2 separate regions of the Sus scrofa genome follow, and region 2 is linked to region 1. Evidence: chromatin contacts called from public HiChIP or PLAC-seq data. All regions are on one chromosome and are shown on one strand. Each heading gives the region's core, a stretch centred on a gene start, on an enhancer-like site or on the middle of the called end of the contact. The rest is flanking DNA. Distances are from core to core; before and after follow the strand shown. Region 1 holds the start of COX6B (COX6B protein). Region 2 holds the start of KMT2B (histone-lysine N-methyltransferase 2B).

Evidence for each region. HiChIP or PLAC-seq counts read pairs in DNA pulled down with a chosen protein or histone mark.
Region 2: an H3K27ac HiChIP or PLAC-seq map of alveolar macrophages shows a contact between it and region 1. The contact joins the promoter of KMT2B here to the promoter of COX6B in region 1. A contact is called at or near these places in 2 of 47 Hi-C or Micro-C datasets (embryonic fibroblasts and epiblast stem cells) and 1 of 2 datasets of contacts at active chromatin or transcription factors (alveolar macrophages).

What each region holds. Positions count from the first base shown.
Region 1 is chr6:45,090,235-45,094,437 of Sscrofa11.1, forward strand. It overlaps COX6B (COX6B protein), which reads left to right and starts at 1,698. Exons shown (of 4, transcript NM_001097497.2): 1 at 1,698-1,749; 2 at 3,420-3,595. The coding sequence starts at 3,490.
Region 2 is chr6:45,145,126-45,149,328 of Sscrofa11.1, forward strand. KMT2B (histone-lysine N-methyltransferase 2B) reads left to right here and starts at 1,738. Exons shown (of 38, transcript XM_003127067.5): 1 at 1,738-2,100; 2 at 3,214-3,286; 3 at 3,520-4,203. The coding sequence starts at 1,738. It overlaps ZBTB32 (zinc finger and BTB domain-containing protein 32), which reads left to right. Exons shown (of 5, transcript XM_021097176.1): 4 at 1-24; 5 at 211-778. The coding sequence ends at 461.

The sequences.
Region 1 (4,203 bases), core at 448-2,947:
GGGTGGGGGTGTGGGTGTGGGTTGTTCTCGGGGAAGACTTCCTGGACCAAAAAATAGCTGATATGAGAAGTCAGGTGGGCAAAGAATGTTCCAATGGGAGGAAACAGCATAATCAAAGGCCTGGAGGTAGGCCTCACATCACTATTCAAAGACCAAAAATATCAATGTGACGGAGTCCCGTCATGGCTCAGTGGTTAACGAATCCAACTAGGAACCATGAGATTGCGGATTCAATCCCTGGCCTCGCTCAGTGCATTAAGGATCTGGTGTTGCTGTGAGCTGTGGTGTAGGTCACAGATGCGGCTCAGATCCCACATTGCTGTGGCTCTGGCGTAGGCTGGTGGCTACAGCTCCGATTAGACCCCTAGCCTGGGAACCTCCATATGCTGTGGGAGCGGCCCAAGAAATGGCAAGAAGACAAAAAAAAAAACAAAAAAAGTATATATTTATATATATATATCTCAACGTGGCTGGAGGGAGGACCATGGGTCAGTTCACAAAGGATCTGCGGACAACTATAAATATAATAAAATTCATTGAATTAAAAAAAAAAAGGATCTGTGAACCATATTAAGGAGCCTGGACTTTGTTAGAGGGTTTGGGGGGGGGGTTAAACAAAGAAATTTGGGCTTTAGGAAGATCTCATTGAAAGGGATGAATGCAGGCATGTAAACAAATAATTACAATCCTGATGAACACAGAATGCAGGAGGCCCCCAATCCAGTTAAGCCTGACACTGCCAAGTATTTTATTGGGTGGCTACTTGCTCTCCGTCCCCCATGCAGTTAGGATGGTGTAGGCCTGGTACGCAGCCTCCAAAACATAATGTGCCTTCTAAGGTTTGGGGAAACATGATAATAAGCAGGAAGATGGAGTCTGGGCATTCCTCATATAGGGATGAACGACCCTGGGAGAAAGAATGGCTTGTTTTTAATTCCTTAAGAATGATTTGTTTGCAATCCCCAGTAATTGAATTTCCAATTGGAAGTTCCAATTTTCTTTTCTTTTTTGCTTTTTAGGGCCGCACTGGTGGCATATGGAGATTCCTAGGCTAGAGGTCCAATTGGAGTTGCAACCGCCGTCCTAGCCACAGCCATAGCAACGCAGGATCCAAGCGTTGTCTGTGACCTACACCACAGCTCACCGCAACGCTGGATCCTCAACCCACTGAGCAAGGCCAGGGATCGAATCCGCAACCCCATGGTTCCTAGCTGGATTTTTTTCCTCTGTGCCATAACGGGAACTCCTGGAAATTCCAATTTTCCAATTGACCCAGTAATAATCATAACGAGAATAGGGATTTTTGTGTTTTCTTCAGCTATGCGTCCCAACACTTAATAGAAATATTTGGCACAGAGTAAACGTTCAATAAATGATTATTGCATGAATAAGAGTATTTCCGTTGGGATAGTTTCTCCACAGGGGGACTCTCCCTCCAGGACAGGACCCTGAGCCCTTCTCTCTCGGTAAGGACGGGGAGGAGACGAGACTGCGCCCACGGCTTGGAACCGCTTCAGCTCACGATTGGGCTGGGAGTGAGGACGAACAGGCATTCGGACCAATAGAAGGTCGGAGTTCTCTTGCATGGGCGTGGCCTAAGTGCTTCTGGACCAGCCCAGCCCCGCGGAAGACTCCCTTGTACCGCGTCTCGTCCCGCTTCCGGCCGGTCTTTATTCCGCTTCCGGTCCGACGCCGGCGTCTTTGCTGAGGGTCACATTGAGCTTCCAGCGGTTTCAGGCGCGACTCTAGGTGAGTGTCGAGGCCTCGGGGGCCTGGAATCCCAGCCTGGGGACTCAAGAGTCCGACCCTTGCTTCCCAGGGAATGAGATGAGGTTTCCGGCCGACGGCAGCAGGCCTCCCGGGCCCGGGGGGGTCTCTTCAAGTTAATAGTCGTAGCTAACGATTATTTAGTTTTTCCTCAATGCCTGGAACATTCCAGGCGACTTACATTGATTCATTTAATCCTCCCTCCAGCTCTATGAGGTAGGGCCTGTGATTATCCCTTTTTGACAGGGAGGCAACCGCAGTTCAGACAGTAAGCGGTTTAGCCAGAGGTCAGGATTTGGACCTAGTAGTTTGCACTGCAGGGCTTTTAATCACCAGATGTACCCCCTGTGGTTTGCCTGGGCTGTGGCATGGCTTCTTGGTGTCTGGCGCCTCCACCCCCTTAGACGTTGGAGGGGCCACAGCGGTACTCCCAGTCTACCGCACTCCTGAAATCGGGTGGATCTCGCTTCCAAAATAATTCTTCCGATCGTGTGTGTGTCCCAGCTGCTGGAGTTCCAGATAGCCCCGCTCCCGGAAAGACTCCATTTCGATGGCCCCGATCCCTACCACTACCTTGAGTCGCTTGGATTTAACATCAGTCCACTCACCTCTATGTAATCCCAGGACTTCTCTAATCATCTGGAATAGAGGCAATTTCTTTCAGGTTCCCTGACGAAAACTGTATCACCTCATTAGAAATTCTGTCATAGGTTTTTAACTCTGGGTTCACAGAATCCATAGAATTCAAGGGGTTCTAGTTCTTGAATGGGGGAAATTTTACATCTATATTTTTACTAATCTCTTATTGAAATGTAGCGTTTCCTTCAGTTAGGAGTGGAGGCAGTGGCCATAGTCGTATTAGCATCATTAAAACCACAGGTCATCTTATATCCCATTACAGTTGTAGATGTCACAAAATATCATTTTCATTCCTTTTTTTTAAGGCTGCCCCCAGGGCATATGGAAGTTCCCAAGCTGGGGGGGTGGAATCGGAGCTGCAGCTGCCAGCCTACACCACAGCCATAGCAGCTCAGGATCCTTAACCCACTGAGCAATGCCAGGAATCAAATCCACATCCTCATAGATTCTAGTGGGGTTCGTTACCACTGAGCCACCACGGGGACTCCCTCACTCATGACTATTTCGAAATTGTGTAGTTAAGTCCTCAGCTGCATATAACGGTTTTCTTTGTGATCCTTTGCAACTTCTAAATACATTTAAACATATTCTGAGAAAGGGTTCATTAGATCCCTGGGGAGTTCATGGCAGGGATCAAGATTAAGAACCCCTGCAGTGTAGGTTATGTCAGTGATGGAGTGCAGCTCCACGGCATGTGTGCTCTCTGACCTTGGGATGTCACTTAAACACCCTGTCTCTTTGTGAAACAGTAATAGTAATAGTTCCTGCCTTTTAGAGTGACTGTAGGAATAAAGCATCCTTGCCAATAGTCAGCACTCGGTGAGTGTCAACTAGTGTTATTTTGGGACAGATAAGGCCTGATTTTACCAGAGAGTTGAGCCCCCCACCCCTACCCTGCTGTGACTTCCACACTTTGCGTGTTCTTGCCTGCCTTTCATCTCTGTGTGCATGTTGAAAGGAAGGGGGCCTTGGCCTGGCTTGACTTGGTCACACCCAGCCTGTTCTGCATCCAGCCTCCACTGGGCCTGAGTGGACTGAGAGCCCTACCAGCATCCATTCTCTTTGGCCCCAGGAGTCAGCACTATGGCAGAAGACATCCAGACCAAAATCAAGAACTACCAGACAGCTCCTTTTGACAGCCGCTTCCCCAACCAGAACCAGACCAGGAACTGCTGGCAGAACTACCTGGGTGAGCAGGACATGGGTTGGAGCGGGCGGGGGCAATGTTGACCTTCCCCTGGTCCCACACCTCAAGTCACCTACCTCTTGCCTCCTCCTAGGGGTCCTTCTGCATCCTAGGCCACTTTTATTCTGAACATTCCTACCTTGCAGGGCCCACGCCCCTCCTCACCAGCTGTGTGTTCAAGATCTGGGCCAGTGGCACAAACTTTGGTTCCCGCAATGATTTTGTGTTTTGTTTTGTAAAAAACAAAAGGTTTTTTTTTTTTTTTTTGGCCATGGCATGCAACAGTTTGACGTGGGATATGGGATCGCAGTTCCCAGACCAGGGTTTAAACCCAGGTTGCAGCAGTGAAGCTCTGAGTCCTAACCACTAGACCACCACGAAGCTCCCCCTCGATGGTGTGTGTGTGTGTGTGTGCGCGCGCGTGCGCGTGTGTGCATGCGTGCATGAAATGTACATACATACAGGAGGAACATAAAACATAATGTACAAGTAAATTAATAAACTCGAATTCCCCCATGAAACTGTAATTTGGAAGAAACCTAGATGCTGCCAGCACTCAGAGCTTCCCTGCCTACTGCACTCCCTGTCTTGAAAATAGCGCTCTACCTCCC
Region 2 (4,203 bases), core at 488-2,987, 55 kb after region 1:
AGACGCACTACCGTGTCCACACAGGTATGGGCACCCTGCCCAGTACGAATTGTCTGCTTCCTTCCAAACTCCAGCGGGCCGGCTCCTAAGTCCCTCTCTGCACACCTGGCTCTGGCACAACTCCCTTGCCCAATTGCCCCCACCGACCACTAGGCCAGGCTTCGTCGTCTCGTTCTTTCCTTCACCAGCCTTCCCCTTGACCTGCCCTAGGAGAGAAGCCCTTCTCCTGTAGCCTCTGTCCCCAGCGCTCCCGGGACTTCTCAGCCATGACCAAGCACCTGCGGACGCACGGGGCCGCACCCTACCGCTGCCCTCTGTGCAAAGCCGGCTGCCCCAGCCTGGCCTCCATGCAGGCGCACATGCGCGGCCACTCGCCCAGCCAGCTCCCACCAGGATGGACCATTCGCTCCACCTTCCTCTACTCCTCCTCCTCCTCCTCCAGACCCTCTTCCTCCACCTGACGGATTGTCAGCAGCTTCTTTGGCTTCAGTTAAATGTACAATTAAAGAATGTAAGACAGGACGGGTGGGCCAGCTGGGCGTCTGACCCCGCACCGCGGCTACGGCTGAGCCTACCAAACTCAGCTAGCTCCAAGAAGCGCCGCAAGAGGGGCGCCGAGAGCTCTCTCTCGGTTGACTGCGGATCGCAGAAGCCCGGGCTGGCGAACCTGTGTTGAGTGACGGCAGTGAAGTTTGCATGAGTGAAAGTTAACTGTGCGGGGACTGGCGGTTTCATCACCAAAATAAAGAGTTTCTTGTGCCCCCCCCAGGACCATAAAGCCGAGTCCAGACTTTAGTCTGCCCGCGGTGAGCAACCTTGCCCCTGGTCCTGCAGCGACCCCTGGTGGCTCATCGCGGCAGCCACCGCCCCGTCTCCCGGGGCTCTCTGTCCTCCTCCGGAAGCAGCGGGACGCGAGGACTCGGTGTCTTGACCGACTTAGCAGCAAGCCCTGTGGGGGGAGGCTGTGAGAACACAAGTTACTCGTCCCTTCTACAGCAAGCAGTGGCACGCGAAGTCTGAGTCTGGGCCTCCTGGCCCGGGAGTTCGAAAGGAACGTGTTTCTGCCCTGCTTTCGGCTACCCGCCTCCTTTTCTTGAGCACAAGGGCCAAACGGCCGCACGACCTCCCCAGCATCTCTGCTGCGGGGTCGAGCCCGGAACTGAGACTAACCCTTTGCCCCCGCCCCTAATCCAGCCCACGCCTCTTACAGTCGCGAACTTCACTTCCCAGCGTCTCTGGGGTTCCCAGGGTCTGAAGCCCACTGCACCCTGGGAGTGGTAGTTCATATGGGTCTCTGGCCTAGGCAAGAACAATGGGAGGAGTCTGGGATGAGAACCACACCTCCCGGCAGCAGAGGATGCTGGCTTTCTGGGTCCGGCCAGGACCCCGTAGTCCCAGCTCTCGCGGCCCTAGCTCTCCGCGGAAGGAGCGAGGTGGTCGGACTACATTTCCCTGAGACCTCTGCGCCTCACCCTCTCCCGCCGCGACGCGGGGGTCTGTGCTCTTCAGGTGCGGTTTAAAAGTGACGGCCAGCCGGCCGGCCTCGGACTCCCGCTCCCGTGGTGCCCCGCGCGTGGCCGGCCCAGCCCCCGGCTCCTGCCGGCCGGGCGGCGGCGCTGGTTGTTGTCGTGAGCCGCGGCCGCCCCGCCCCTCCTCTGCTTTCCCCCCCGCCCCGACACGAGCCCTGCGCACGGGCCGCCCCTCCCCCGCCTCCCCGGCCCCTCTCACGGTGCCAAGATGGCGGCGGCGGCGGGCGGCGGCAGTTGCCCCGGGCCTGGCTCCGCGCGGGGCCGCTTCCCAGGCCGGCCGCGGGGCTCCGGCGGGGGCGGGGGCCGCGGCGGACGGGGCAGCGGGGCCGAGAGAGTGCGGGTAGCTCTGCGGCGCGGCGGCGGCGCGGCAGGGCCGGGCGGAGCCGAGCCCGGGGAGGACACGGCCCTGCTCCGTTTGCTGGGGCTCCGCCGGGGCCTGCGCCGGCTCCGCCGCCTGTGGGCTGGCCCGCGCGTTCAGCGGGGCCGGGGCCGGGGCCGAGGCCGCGGCTGGGGCCCGAGCCGGGGCTGCCTGCTGGAGGAGGAGAGCAGTGACGGGGAGTCCGACGATGAGGTGAGGCAGTCGGAGGCGTCCCCAGCGCCTGGCGGGCGGAGGCCGGGGGCTTCCAGGGGTCTGGGTGGTCCTGAGGGGTGGTGTGGGGAAGCGGGATCCTCAGGACTCTGAGGAGGGAAAGGGCCTTAGAAATAGGCATGGGAGGAGATCGGCTGCACGGAGCTGTCGATGGAAGGGGCCTCTGAAAGTGCATAGAGAAGCTCGGGCTGCAGCTTACACTTGGGCCCGAGGCGGGTCCTGCAGAAGTGCCCTGGGCTGCTCCTTCTTGGTAGTTGGCAAAGCTAGGGCAGGTGAGGTTTGGGCGAGGAGGCTGTAGGAACTGCATGCCCAACCAGTGGTGGTTGACAGCAGCAGCGTGGCTTTACTGGACCCAGGCTGGGGCTCTCTGGGCTCCTACCTGCCGGGTGCCCCGCCCAGCCTCAAAACCTCGGACACATCCCTGATTTCACTAGTGCCCCGATTCCTCTTCTGACCTAAAGTGGAGCGAAGGTAGAATGGTGAAGAGCTTTCTCTTGGGGGCACAGGTTGCAGAGAAATGGAGTGAAGACTGAGAGTGAGCACTCTAGCAGGTTTGAGTTTAATTCAGGGTTTATCACTAGCCTTTGAGAAAAGGCAGGAAGGTATGGGTTGTGTTACTTAGGACAGTTTGTGGCGTTCGGAGCATATAATATGAGAAACCACTTGTTACACACATGGACACCTCACTTGGGTGCCCCAGTTCCCATTTTCATTCAAAAAGAAACTGTAGCTTTAGAGGGTGAACAGAGGTCCCACTTTTTTCCCCAAGTTGGGGTATGAGGGAATCTGAGGGTTGTGCTTACTACCTGACCTGAGAAGACACTGTTCTATTCCCTTTGGGCCAGTGAACCACTGATGGCTCTGCTGGTGTGGTCTGGAACCCGGGATGAAGGCTCACAATATTCTCTACCTCCATCCTTAAGAAGAGATCGTGTTTTCTCTTCCCCTCACCTTTGAGCCTCGTTAGTTCTTTTGTAAATAGGGACACGTTAAGGGGGAAGCTGGGGATATTCCTCAATACCTGAGTTTCAGGTGAAACGAGGGCTTTGGCACTGACTGCTGTTTCTCCCCTCCACCCCTGGTCCCCTAAATCAGGAGTTTCAGGGTTTTCATTCAGATGAAGATGTGGCCCCCAGTTCCCTGCGCTCTGCGCTCCGATCCCAGCGAGGTGAGTGATGGGGAAACTCTACCTCTGTAGCTTTACAGGAATGTTACTCTTGCTCTTCATGTCAGCTCTTCCCTGCTCAACTAGAGTCTCCACCAATTACCAAGTGTGTTCTGTGTTCAAAGCCCAAGCTAGACTGGCTGTGGGGGAAACAGACTTAGTCCCTGCCCTCCTGGAGTCTTCCTCAGTCCTCAGGGCTAGCTTGACCCATCTCCCCACACCTATTCTCCTTTTAGGTCGAGCCCCCCGAGGTCGGGGCCGCAAGCATAAGACGACCCCCCTTCCGCCTCCTCGCCTAGCAGATGTGGCTCCTACTCCCACAAAGACTCCTGCTCGGAAACGGGGTGAGGAGGGCAGAGAACGGATGGTGCAGGCACTGACTGAACTTCTCCGGCGGGCCCAGGCCCCCCCAGCCCCCAGGAGCCGGGCATGTGAGTCCTCCACCCCCCGTCGGTCTCGGGGACGGCCCCCAGGACGGCCAGCAGGCCCCTGCAGGAAGAAGCAACAAGCAGTAGTGGTGGCAGAAGCAGCTGTGACAATCCCCAAACCTGAGCCCCCACCTCCTGTTGTTCCAGTAAAACACCAAACTGGCAGCTGGAAGTGCAAGGAGGGGCCCGGCCCAGGTCCTGGGACCCCCAAGCGTGGAGGACAGTCTGGGCGAGGAGGCCGTGGAGGCAGGGGCCGAGGCCGAGGTGGGCTCCCCCTCGTGATCAAGTTTGTTTCAAAGGCCAAAAAAGTGAAGATGGGACAATTGTCCTTGGAACTTGAATCAGGTCAGGGTCAAGATCAACATGAGGAAAGCTGCCAGGAGGCCCCCCAAGGAAGAGTTGGATCTGGACAGGGAGAGGGCCCCTGCTGGAGAAAGGAGCAGAAGCTGGAGGAGGAGGGAGAGGAGGACAAAGGAAAAGAGAAAGACAAGG